Regions from separate parts of the Lactuca sativa genome. Here region 1 is linked to region 2. Evidence: chromatin contacts called from public Hi-C data. All regions are on one chromosome and are shown on one strand. Each heading gives the region's core, a stretch centred on a gene start, on an enhancer-like site or on the middle of the called end of the contact. The rest is flanking DNA. Distances are from core to core; before and after follow the strand shown.

What was found. A called contact is a pair of places that touch in the nucleus more often than the background predicts.
Region 1: a Hi-C map of leaf shows a contact between it and region 2, with 8 times the contacts expected there. The contact joins the promoter of LOC111908952 here to the promoter of LOC111908955 in region 2. A contact is called at or near these places in 3 of 4 Hi-C or Micro-C datasets (leaf and seed).

What each region holds. Positions count from the first base shown.
Region 1 is chr3:232,580,185-232,587,071 of Lsat_Salinas_v11, forward strand. It overlaps LOC111908952 (potassium transporter 10), which reads left to right and starts at 4,217. Exons shown (of 9, transcript XM_023904741.3): 1 at 4,217-4,597; 2 at 4,773-4,961; 3 at 5,453-5,678; 4 at 6,708-6,887. The coding sequence starts at 4,848.
Region 2 is chr3:232,398,584-232,404,849 of Lsat_Salinas_v11, forward strand. It overlaps LOC111908955, which reads left to right and starts at 1,357. Exons shown (of 2, transcript XM_023904753.3): 1 at 1,357-2,562; 2 at 3,348-3,602. The coding sequence starts at 1,539. The coding sequence ends at 2,492. LOC111908954 (peroxisomal 2,4-dienoyl-CoA reductase [(3E)-enoyl-CoA-producing]) reads right to left here. Exons shown (of 5, transcript XM_023904752.3): 1 at 5,981-6,266; 2 at 5,744-5,903; 3 at 5,515-5,657; 4 at 5,209-5,431; 5 at 4,685-5,034. The coding sequence starts at 6,166. The coding sequence ends at 4,880.

The DNA.
Region 1 (6,887 bases), core at 2,967-5,466, 180 kb after region 2:
ACTCGGCGAGTCTGGTCAACTGGCAGTTGACTGTGACTTGACTCATGACTTATTAAGGGTAAATGGACAATTTACCCTGAGGGCGGTTAGCAGTAATTGATTAAGTGTTTGGTGGGAATTACAGTCGGAGGATTTTCGAAGCAGCAGCAGCAACATACAGACCTTTCCCACACAGATCAGCAGCTACTTCGAGGTGAGTTACCTTCCAGTAGCGGTGGGTCTAAGGCCACAATGCCGGCCCATCAATAGGAAATGTATGATAGATGATTGTCTTTGTGATATCATCTAGGTTTGCTACTACCTGATATGTTATATGCTAGCATGATATGTTACATGTGATAGTAATAGAGTTCGGTTGTTAGGACTGAAGGGTAGTCAGACACCCCAGATACGTCTGACAGTATATGATGATATGTTTGCATGCTGGCTTTTTACGTTATATGCGATAGAGGTAGTAGGAGGGGACTAGTCCCCGAGTTCGGTCGTTAGGACCAAAGGGTAGTTCAGGCACCCCAGATATGTCTGATAATATGTTATGTTATGATATATGTGATAGTAGCAGTAAGGGGTGAAATAGTCCCCGAGGTTCGGTCGTCAGGACCGAAGGGTAGTCAGCACCCCAGAACGGCGTGACATGGGTAGTCAGCACCCCAGAATGGCTTGACACGGGTAGGTCGGCACCCCAGAATGGTTGTACCGGGTAGGTCGAGCACCCCAGAAATGCCCGACAATATGTATGATATGTGATTGTATGATATGCGGTACGATGGGGGAACTCACTAAGCTTCGTGCTTACAGTTTTCATTTTTGGTTTCAGGTACCTCTTCTTCGAAGGGGAAGGAGCTGGCGCGGTAGCAGCCCATCACACACATGTTTCGTATTCCGCATCATGAGACCTTCCTGGGGATTTGTACTCTGACATTTTTATGTTATTGAAATGTTTTTTTCCAGACATGCGATACCTTTATAAGATGTTATGACCAGTAAACGTTTTATTCGAATGTTTTGCTAAATATATGTTTTCAAAAATGAAAATTTTGGCTCGTATTTTGGGGTGTTACATATAAGCTCCAAAAAGCAAATCCAAGCTCTTTAAGAGGTCATACACTCAATGGGGACCTCCATAACTTCAACCACCAAGACTTTATACTTCTAAGATGCCCCTAAGGTCCAGATCTGAAGTCCTTTCAGATCATAGAGCACAAACACATGGAGTTTGGGGTTTTAGGGCTTGAAAACCACCAATTAGGGACAAAAAGGGATCCCAATGAACTAGTGATCAAGGTAGGAACTTTTCTACCTAAATGGAAGCCTCTTGCAGGGTAGATGTCGGATCTACTTCCTTTCCTTGCACTCTTCCACCTTATTCTTCTTCTCTTAAGCTTCAAACTACCTCCACAAGGCCAAAATCACTCACAAGAACAATAAGGGGGGCTAGGGTTCGTTCTTCAGCTTCTCTGGAAGTGTTAGGGGCAAGGGAGGCCGAGTTAGAGTGTTTAAATAGGGTGCAAACACCCGGGTTAGAGTTTTTGCCCAGATAGGGTCTACTTGCCGAGTCCGGGAACCGACTCGCCGAGTCCAAAGCTTAGACCCGCGTCTTATCCCGCTTCTACTCGGCGAGTTCGTCCTTCAACTCGCCGAGTCCAAGGCAAAAATGCATTATTTAAAGAATATTAATTACAATGAATACGTAACAGTAACCAAGTGCTACATGATGGTTAAAACCTATAAATTTTGTGGGTTAATATCACAATAAATACGGTAAAAACTTATAACGTTTTAATAAAAGGTAATAATACTAAAAAACAAAACTATAAAAAGAAATTATGTAAAGAACAAAAAATATAACATAGTACCAAAATCATAAATTATAAAATACTAATAATTAAATTTAAAATTATGTGTGATGAAATTTGTTAGATAAAAAAAATTAAAGGTAAAAAATTATAAATATAAGAATGTATTATGATCAGATTCCAAATATTTATTTAAAGAAAACCTCTTACTATACATATTATATTATATGCCACTAAAGTTCTAATTTGATTTGTTTCTAGGTAACTAAAGATCACGACGATATATAAAAGTAAAGTTTCGATTGAAACAATTATGTATGGAAGAAGTAGAAAAAAAAATAAGTCTGATATAAAAGAAAAGTTATGTAAGGGACTAAAAACGTATTATTAAAATATAGTAAGAGACTTAAATAATAAATTATATAATACAAGTTTAGTCCCTAAGTTCAAAAAACCTCACAGATGGTCCCTATGGTTTCAAAATTTTTAACATTTGGTCCTTCCGGCTAACTCCGTTACCATTTAGCCGTTAAGTCAGGGGTATTTTTGACTTTCCACTACAGGGACCATTTATGAGGTTTTTAATTACTTTTTTTTAAATAAATAAATATATAATATTTAATATGCAAGGGGTCCCACCCCATCTATCTCTCTATCTCTCTCTCTCTCTCATAAAAAAACCCAGCAACCTATATTCTCTATCTTCTTCCTCAAAATTCGATATGCTTACACAAGTTACCGTCTCTGATCTGTAGCCTATCATTTCTGGATCTCGACTGCAAAAACTTGGGGTTTCTCAAATACATATCGGATTTTTCATAAATGACTTCACTGTTTCTTGCATGTAAAACAAGAGAATTATCAGTTTCTTTCAACTCCGTGGATTCAAGCCTTGTCATCTGGTGGTTTTGGATTACTAGAGCTTTTTTGTAATCTCTAGACGCGTGGTCTTCATCAGCTTCAGAAACGTTTTGACTTTCCTCCGTTGTTGAATCAACTAATTCAATAGGTACTAACTGATTACCACTATGATCAAAGAAGAATTCGAGATCTTGTGGGAGAAAATTAGAAGTTGAATCTTCCTTCTTTTCAAGTTGATTCAATTCTGTTTCAATTTCAAAAGTATTTGAATCCCACATATCTTTCCCGTCATAATTCATCTGAGTCTCTTTTCTGCTCTAAATTTTAAGCTTTTCTTCCATCGAATCTGATCCAAATTTATCATTGGAACTTTTAATCAAACCTTCGCTCTTAGTATGCTCCAAAACATCATAAGAATTCCGAGTCACTACAAAACTATCAAAACTTTTCTTATGAAACTTCAAACCACAACAAGAACACTTAAAGTTCTGTTCATTTTCATCTTCCCCGTTACTCTGTTTCACATGGCATTAGAAATCCAGATGAGATGAAAAACAATCTTCACATAATTCTTTGATTTCTGCCAATTTTTTGTGATTTGGGCAGAAGCCCAAGATGGAAACCTCTTTGGAATGTAGTTCGTAGAGAAGATCGCGGTGGGAATTGCTGTTTTTGGGTTCTAAGAAACGATGGAGGGTAGAACACCACAAACAAGGTGGCTTTAGGGCAAAGAATTGGGAAATTTTGATGATGAAAAAACATAAGAGAGAGTTGAGGAGGAGGAGAAGTATGAGCGTCCATTCAAGAACAACATAAATGAGAATGAGTGTGATGTTGTTTGTATTCATGTGCACCATGGTTGCAAATTTGTTGGCTGCCATGGCTGTCGCTACTCTGTGTTTTCTTGCGAGTATTTACACACACACATAGAGAGAGAGAGGTGGGACCCTTGCATATTAAATTTTATTTATTTATTTATTTAAAAACAAGTAATTGAAAACCTCATAAATGGTCATTGTGTAGTGAAATGCCAAAAATGCCCCTGACTTAACGGCTAAATGGTAACGGAGTTAGCCGGAAGGACTAAATGTTAAAATTTTTGAAACCACAGGGACCATCTGTGAGGTTTTTTGAACTTAGAGACTAAACTTGATATTTTCGAAAACCACAGGGACCATTTTTGAAGTTTTGTCAAAAAATTATGAAGGTTAAAAACTGTTTGATGAAAATTAATTGAGGGGAAAGAAAGTAAATATGAAAATATGTTATTGTGAGAAACAAAATTTCTATTTCCAAATAAAGAGTAAATATAAAGCTGGTATTTTTTGATGTCAAAGTTGTAATTTAGTTTGAACTTAAAAAATTTGTTCTGGAAATAACATTTGCAATGAATGGTAAATCTCCTTCACAAATCCATTTTGGTATTTAATATATATAATGTGTATAATGAAAAAATTAGATACAAAACATGCAAATCTTAAGAAATCGCAAAGATTTTATACTATTTATGTGTAGTTTTTGTTTATTATATAAACAAATAAAAGATATTCAGTGATCTAGGATGACCACACAACCTTCGTTTTCGGATACTATTTTCCCTTTGCCGCATAGCCATAGGCGGTTTCCTTTTTTTCTATTCCATTTTCGTCGTCCATATTCCATGCTGGACGCCCAACCCGGAACCTAAAAAAGACTAGAAGAAAATCGACGCTAAATTTGAATCAAGTTCTTTTGGTTAGTTTTCTCGAAGAGATATAATTCAATATTCTTGTCAGAGCTGCTTACCCCACTTGAGAGGAAGTGATAAACTTGAGTTTTGCCATGTCGGTTGTTCAATTCGAGTCTGATCCATTGATAATCAAGTTAATCTGAACCCATGTTTCTGCTCAGGTTACTCGCTAGAGAGAAAGTGGGCAATAAAATTGCGGGTCACTTTGAGGGTTAGTTTAATTTGAGAGATTGAGAATTAAAGTTCAGTTGAATTGGGTTTCAATTTAAACCAACGATTTCTCAGTTCGTATTTCTCCTTTTAGTTGCTTCAGTACGTATATATACAGACAGAGTACGCGATAAGACTGAATTTCATTTTGTGGTTTTAATTGAACTCAATTTTAGCCATTTAGGTGAAGTGTGTTCAAGTCCATCGATTTCTTTGTTGGTGTTGCTTCAATCTTGGGTCAGAGAATTGAAATGGATCTGACTGAAGAGATCGAAAACGAAGGTGGCATATGGGCTTTGGAGCAGAAGATCGATCAGCCAATGGACGAAGAGGCTGGTAGGCTCAAGAATATGTACAGAGAAAAGGTAACTTTATGCCACTTTCTTTTTCTCAATGCTTTTGCTTTTTGGGGGTTAATCTCTCTCTCATGAATACAGCTTTCGTAGATTCTTTTAATTTTCTTTTCCATATGGGTCAATCTTGTTTCTGTTTTCGTCATTCCTTGTTCTTGTAGTCAGCAGGTTGATTAGGGATTCAACTCAACTTTTCTTTTCTGCTTGTGTTGTATGAAAGAAAAGCTAGATTCCCTAATCATAATGCCCCTTAAATTCACGTGGCAGAGGTTTGAAGCTTAAACTTTAAACTCATTGGCGTTGAGATTAATTGATTATCAAATGGGTTTTCTTTATTAAGCTTGAGAAAGTCATTGAAGGGAAACACTATGATTATTGTAGTTTACACTATTGGTCATATATGTTAAATACCCTACTATTTTAAAAAAACTGGTCACATACTTTTGACTTTGATTGTGTTTCTTGTTGTAGTTTTTGATGATAAACTATTGTGTCAAATGCAGAAATTCTCAGTTATATTACTTCTTCGACTTGCATTTCAAAGTCTTGGAGTTGTGTATGGAGATTTGGGAACTTCTCCTCTATACGTATTCTACAATACATTTCCTAAAGGAATTGATGATACAGAGGATGTTATTGGGGCACTTTCCTTGATCATATATTCTCTTACTCTTGTGCCACTCATTAAATATGTTTTCATCGTCTGTCGTGCAAATGACAATGGTCAAGGTACCTATTTCTCTACTTTTTATTATTACTTATTTATGTATCTTTTATTATTTTTGGGTTTATGTAATAATTTAAATTTGAACACTATTGTTTGTTTAACTTTGAATTGCACCATTATGACATGCTATGTATACTTTCATGAGGCATAGTAACAATGAACATTGACATATAACATTGTTCCACATCATATTGTTGGTTAAAAGGCCTTGTTGTGGTCCCCACATGCTTGCCCTAGTGGTAAAAGGGGGGTAACCCTACACACAATCTTCCTTTTAGCAGTTTTGTAGAGATGTTTTTATGACTCAAAAACCACAAATACCTTATCATATTTTCATTTGTTGCATAAAAGAGGGTGTGAAAGTATGTGTATTTCTCACTGAATCTGCTTCTTTCCACTTTCTGGACTTCAAATCTTCAATCTGCATTGATCTTGATGGATCAATGGTATTCACTAACAGATTCCTTCGTTGTCTTTGTCTAATCCAAGTGATTTCTTTCATTTCATGAGTCTGAAATCTATTTCTATCCGTTCTTTACTTAACACTTAACAGATTCCTTCTTTGTCTTTGTCTTTGTCTAATCCCGTGATTTCTTTCAATTCCATTCCAACATCTATCCTCATTGGCTCTTTCTGTGATGCTTTTTGCAGGCTAGATTTGAGCTGTGAAAATAACCTAGTTGTTTACTATAATGATTTGGTGTCATAATGCTTCCTTCCTAGAGGTATCTGTAATTCTGTATCTCACCTCCTAAATCTTAATCATCCCTTTCAACTACATTGATTTTATAATCATAAAGTCTTCAAAGTTGAAGAGTTCAACATCACTCCTTATCTCCATGTTGGATTCTACTTGTTTTCCTTCATAGTTGACTTTTCAGCTTTGTATACTGAAAAATAGACATGTGGGTCCTGATCTGTATGGGTTACAAAAGGAAAAAGTCAAAATGGATTAAAGAAATACAAACACTATCCTTTATGATCATGTTGTCTTGACAAGTCAACCACTGAATTTGTTAATTATTTTGTAGGGGGGACTTTTGCTCTTTACTCATTATTATGTCGACATGCAAAAGTTAATACAATTCCTAATCAACATCGAACTGATGAAGAGTTGACAACTTATAGTCGAAACACAATTCATAAGCAATCGTTTGCTGCAAAAACAAAAAGATGGTTGGAAGCACATACATTTAGAAAGAATGCCCTTC
Region 2 (6,266 bases), core at 107-2,606:
AAGTGACTATAAGTGTTGTAAAAGTTAAGGTTTTGTGTTTTGACCCTTATCTAGCCATGCAAAGGTGTAAAGTCAGTGACCTTATGGGTTAAGACATTCTATAGTGGTCAGATATGAAGTTGGAATAAGTGTCTGAAAGGATTAAGACCTAAAAGTTGGAGTTCTTGGACAAGGTAGAGTACGTTGGGAGTACTCCTGGCTACGCCCCGTGTAGCCAAGCCCGTCCTTGACTTCACTGATTCGAGACGTACGCCCCCACGTACGGACCGAGAGGGTTGACTTGTTGACTTTTGACTTTTCGTCAAAAGATTTGAGGTTTTTAGACCATGGAAGGGGAAATGGTTTGTTTGCCCTTCAGGGGGGTAGTTGTTGGATTTGGACTTGTGAGTCGGGTTAATGACCATAATTGAGTAGGGTTACTTGTTGTGTTTATTAGGCAGAGTTTAGTTCCAACAGTTTGGGAGTGAGATTTAACAATTTAGAGATAATTAATTTAAAAAACAACAAATTTTTTTATCAATATATGTTATGATAAATAAATAAATTCCTAAAAAGTAATTTAACATCAAAGAAAAGCGTTAAAAAACAAATTAAATTACAACATAAGATATTACAAACGAAAAACATCAAAAATATTATCTTCCAACGGAACATAAAAAAAATCTTGTTTTCAAACGGAACTTAAAAAACATTGTATTTGAACAAAACATAAAAAACAATATAATGATAATAATTTAAATAAAAATATAAAAGAAAATAATAGTTATATTTTTTATTTTTATTTTAAACAAAGAAAAGAAAAAAACTTATATATTAATTAATCTCTTTTAAAGTATATATAAAAAAACACCTACCTTCTTTAATAAACAAAACCTTTAAATGACACATGTCCCCTTTCTAGATAGACTAATTGATACGTGTCAATTTTTAAAGAATTCTTAATTTAATATCTATTTTTTTTGTTAACTTAAATATTTGAAAATGGTAAGTATTTATTCAAAAATGGGAACTAAGGAATTTTCAATTTCAAGTAATTAGATCTTAATTTCTAAAATACGATTTAAATTTTATGACAATAATGTTTTAAAAGACTAATAAAACAGCTTTTAGTTTTATCTAATAGTCATTTATTATATTTTTTTTCCATGATAAAATTTTTAATTGTTAATTTTTTTATCTATATAAAATTTTTGGTTTCAACGAGTTTTGATTGAATGATGTTTTTTTAGAAAGAAATTTGAATGGTTCTTTTAAGAAACCTAAATTAAAAAATCTACCCTAATAATAATAAAATGAATCAGTGATTGTAAAATTTTGTTCCTGTGAAACAAAAGTTTTTGGAAAATTAGGAAAGGCAAAAAATTGATTCTCTCCGCTCGTTGTTTGAGATGAAATAAAAGTAAGAAAGGCTTGCGGAAAGGCACCGCCTTCTTCCTCCATCTCAGGCACCTTCCATTTCCCTCTCATACTCAACCCCAACCCCAACCCCAGATCCACTTTTTATCTTACAGATTTCAACAAAATTACATCAATCCGCCATGGATCTACATCAAGAAGAGCTCCAATTCCTCTCTGCTTCCGATATTCTCAAAGAATCAATCGCCATCCCCAAACAATCCCCTCAAACCTTTTACCTCATCACCCTAACCCTAATTTTCCCATTATCATTCGCTATTTTAGCTCATTCTCTCTTCACTCACCCTTTAATCACCCAAATCCAGGATCCATATGGCTCCCACACCTCCCAATGGACTAAACTCCTCGTCTTTCAATTTTGTTACCTCATCTTCCTCTTCGTTTTCTCCCTCCTTTCCACCGCCGCCGTCGTCTTCACCGTCGCCTCCTTGTACACCTCCAAACCCGTCTCCTTCTCCTACACAATGTCCGCGATCCCCTCCGTCTTCAAACGCCTCTTCATTACCTTCCTATGGGTGGGTCTCACCATGGTAGCTTACAACATTGTGTTTCTCGGGTTTATTGTTCTGTTGATCATCGCAATCGATACACAGAACTTGGTTTTGTTCTTCTTCTCTCTGATTATCGTCTTCCTGTTGTTCCTCGTTGTGCATGTCTACATCACTGCACTCTGGCACTTAGCAAGTGTGATTTCTGTACTTGAGCCTGTTTATGGCTTCGCCGCCATGAAAAAGAGCTTCGAGATCCTCAAAGGAAGGGCTCGCATGGCGTCTGTTCTTGTTTTCGGGTATTTCATCATTTGTGGGGCGATTAATGGACTATTTGGATCAATTGTCGTCCATGGTGGGGAGTATTATTACGGGGTTTTCTCAAGGATCGTGGTCGGTGGATTCTTGGTCGGTGTTCTTGTGATTGTGAACCTGGTGGGATTACTGGTTCAGAGTGTGTTTTACTATGTGTGCAAGAGCTATCATCATCAAGAGATCGATAAGAATGCTTTGTATGATCATTTGGGTGGATATCTTGGAGAGTATGTGCCTCTTAAAAGCAGCATTCAGATGGAGAATTTGGAATAATAATGAATCAGTATCAGTAATTACACTGAATCTTTGTTTGTACTTGTTGTGTATCACCAACGAAAAAAAGGTTTGAGATTTTCTTTTTTGTAAATTTGGATACTTTTGTTATCAGTATGACTTTTAATTTCAATCCTTTTTTTAACCCATCTTAAAAAAACAATAATCATTGGATATAGATTGGCCATTAAATTTGTCATTAATCTTGTTTTATGTTGGATTCCTGTTATATAATCAAATGCTTATTGATGAAAGCTCAATAAAACCCCTCAAATGCCCACTAAGGTTATCTTAATTAATTGCGATATTTGTCTTGTGTTTGTTTGGGTATGTATGTATTAAGGTTTATTTATGTAAGAATATGGTTAGAAAGTGAGAATTGTAAAGAGCATTTATAAAGGTTTTCGAGTTATTTAATGACTTATTTTTGTCTCATATCTCTGCAACTTTATTTTATATCTACCAAAATCTCCTTTATCAACTTTTTCAAAAACCTTTTACTTTTATCATATTAGATTGGGTTAATAGCAAGCAATTTGTTCTTCAGATCATTTATCTTTTAATTGTATCAAATATGTCACTAAACTTTCTTTCCGATAGATTTTAAATAATTTGTTCATTTAGGCCTACTGATATTTGCTTCTATTAGATAAAAATGCAATCTAATGGCATAATGACAACCTATAAAAAGTCCAGTGACATATTAAATATATTTATAAAAAACACATTATGTATTATTGTAACCTTTTAAGATTTTGGACATTGGGGATAGTTATGTATTTTTATTATATTTTGGGGTTGGTTTGGTTGTTTTACATTCTTTTATGCAAATCGTACAAATAATTTTAATGGCAGTGGGAGCATAGTGAATGAGCAGGTCTGCAGGTGTTCTACAACATTTGAGAAGCCAATTCCTTGAAGATGCTAGTCAGGGTACACCTCTAGTTTATTGAATAGGATTAAAGGGGGAATCCGAAAATCCGATTTGATATCTTGTATTTTCGGATTAAGATTGTAAATTTCAAAAAATTGGGATATTTTTTAAATTGGAATTCAAAAATACTAAATTAGTAATTTAATGTATAAATTTTGCTTTGCATTTGAACTGCACTTAAATTAGTTATCGGTCATTATGTTTCTTTCGTAATTACATTGTATAAATTTATAGGTGTGTGGTCATATATATATATATATATATATATATATATATATATATATATATATATATATATATATATATATATATATATATATATATATATTTTTCTTTATTAAACATATATTAAATTGGTTCAGTCAGTGTTGTAATAAGATGAATAGATGGAGCTTTAACTTATTTACTGTGGTTAAGATACTTTCTGAATTGTTTTAAGAAAAGTTTGATATGTATGAATGTATCATGTGACATGTGCGGGATGTGTACATCCACTATTTTCTAGTTACGTGAATGAACACCAGAAAAATGATGAAAGGAATCGGGTGCTGCTTCAGCTAAGGGAGGAATGAAATTAATGAATTTGTTGAGTGTTGACGACATTGAAACGGAAAAAATTCTTATTATTTGGAGTAAAATACTAAAACCGTCTATGTGGTTTGGTACTTATGGTTTCTATTTATTCATTATTTATTTATTTATTTATCTATTTTGCGCTTGGATTGATCTTGTTCAATGTAAACTGGTTCCAACCGGACAAAAACCGGTTTGAACCGTCCGGACCGGGAACTAGAGACAAGGGAGCAGTTTAACGATAACCGATTTTATGTTTATTTTTGAATCGGAATGAACCGGCTGAGTTTTACAAAAATCAGGTTGAACCGGTTAAATTGAATAAAAACATATGAAAAAAGACATTTTCATAATAAACTTGGTGGTCTTTTTCATATCAATTTAGATTTTTTTCTAGATAGTAAAACATATGGTAAATGTTACCAAGTTTTTTGATGCTTTTGTATTAATCTAAAACTATATTTTGTTTCGGTATTATACTTTATTTTTCTTTTTGATGTATGTGATTTGATGTAAAACTTGTGGTTATGTATTTTTAATGTAGTTGGATTAATCTATAAGCTTGTTTTTATATGTATTTTTAATGTTTGAACTTGTGAATGTCAAATTCTTGATTTATGTATGTATATGTATATGTAAAAAAAAAGAAAAAAAAATGCATATTTATGAACTTAATTCCATATCATTTATGATCCCAAAATCATAATATTATATTTAAATCAACCTTCATAGTTCCACTCCTACTTGCCCCAAAGGTAAATCGCAGAACATAACAAGTCAAAGGCAGACTAGACATACGAAACTAAAAGTGTAAAACAAATAATAAAAACCCAATCAATTACATGAACGTGACACTAAAAGGGAGTTGCAGAATTTGACCTTAAAGTTTGCTCTTTGGAACACCAACAGGGGCATCTCTAGACCTCTTTTCTACGACCTTTGAAAGTTGTCTTACAGCCTCTTTTGGCAAATCTCGTGGCTTGCTCAGCCATATTCCACCATCAACCACCAATGTTGTCCCGTTTACATAATTACCTTCAAACATTCATCAACATACTTTTTCTCAATTTCACGCAAAATGCTAAAAATCATAAAATTCTATTTATACATTTTGTTTTTCTAGTAAAAGGGTTGTTTTATGTGTCAAACCCGTTCTCAAATAACTATTGACAAAACATCGAACACCTAGAGTGCATATGGCTAACTGACCTGCATTGGATGCAAGATAGAGAGCAGCCATGGCGATATCCCATTTCTTCCCCATCCTGTATAAAGCAGATGCTTCTTGTTTCTGGCGCCTGACATCCTCAGGTAAGAGTTTGGTAACACCAGCAGTGTCATCAATGGGGCCTGGTGCAATCCCGTTAACTCTGATTCCATAATCAGTTCCCCATTCTAACGCCAGGCTCCTTGTAAGGCTATCTACAGCTGCCTGTTACAATGAAAAAACAAGATATCAAGATTAACAAGTTTGATCTTGCATTTGCGTAACGATTTAAGGGTAATTCACGAGACCTTAGCAGCAGAGACATGGATTTGATACCAACTTGCTGTATAATGCAAAGTTGCACTTATGTTTATGATTACTCCCCCTTTCTTCAGATACTTGAGAGCTTCATGACACATTGTGAATGTCCCAACTGCATCTATATCTATCACTGCAATCACCAGAAGTTTAAACTTTAAATTATGGTATATAAGTTACAGAAATCCGTAATTTTAGTTCGTCTGATCTTAATCGTACCTGTTCGGAAACCATTAGGCGATAAATCCTCGGAAGGGACAAGAAAGTTTCCAGCCGCCGAATTTACGAGGATGTCAAGCTTGCCGAACTGCTTAATCGTTGTCTCTATAACTCGAGCAGCGTCCTCTTTATTCCGAACATCTCCTTCAACCCCAATAGCCTAAAACGAATAGTTGAAATTACGTTTCAGAATTTTAAAGTGAAGTCGAAGATACAGAGAGATGAATAGGGCTTTACGTGAATGCCGAGAGATTGAAGAGCAGAAACCGCGGAATCAAGGACGTGTTTACGACGACCCATGATGGCGATGGAAGCTCCATGTTTACCCAATTCTGCAGCGATTTCAAATCCGATTCCAGATCCACCGCCGGTCAACAGCCCCACTTTCCCTTTCAGTATATCTCCCTTAAATGGGGACTCCATTGTTTCTTCGGAATGGTAGTTGAATTGGGATTGAAAGAATTGAATTTGATTATGAATGGAGGAGTCACCATCGGAACAGTCCGTTGGCCGGCTGCTTCAG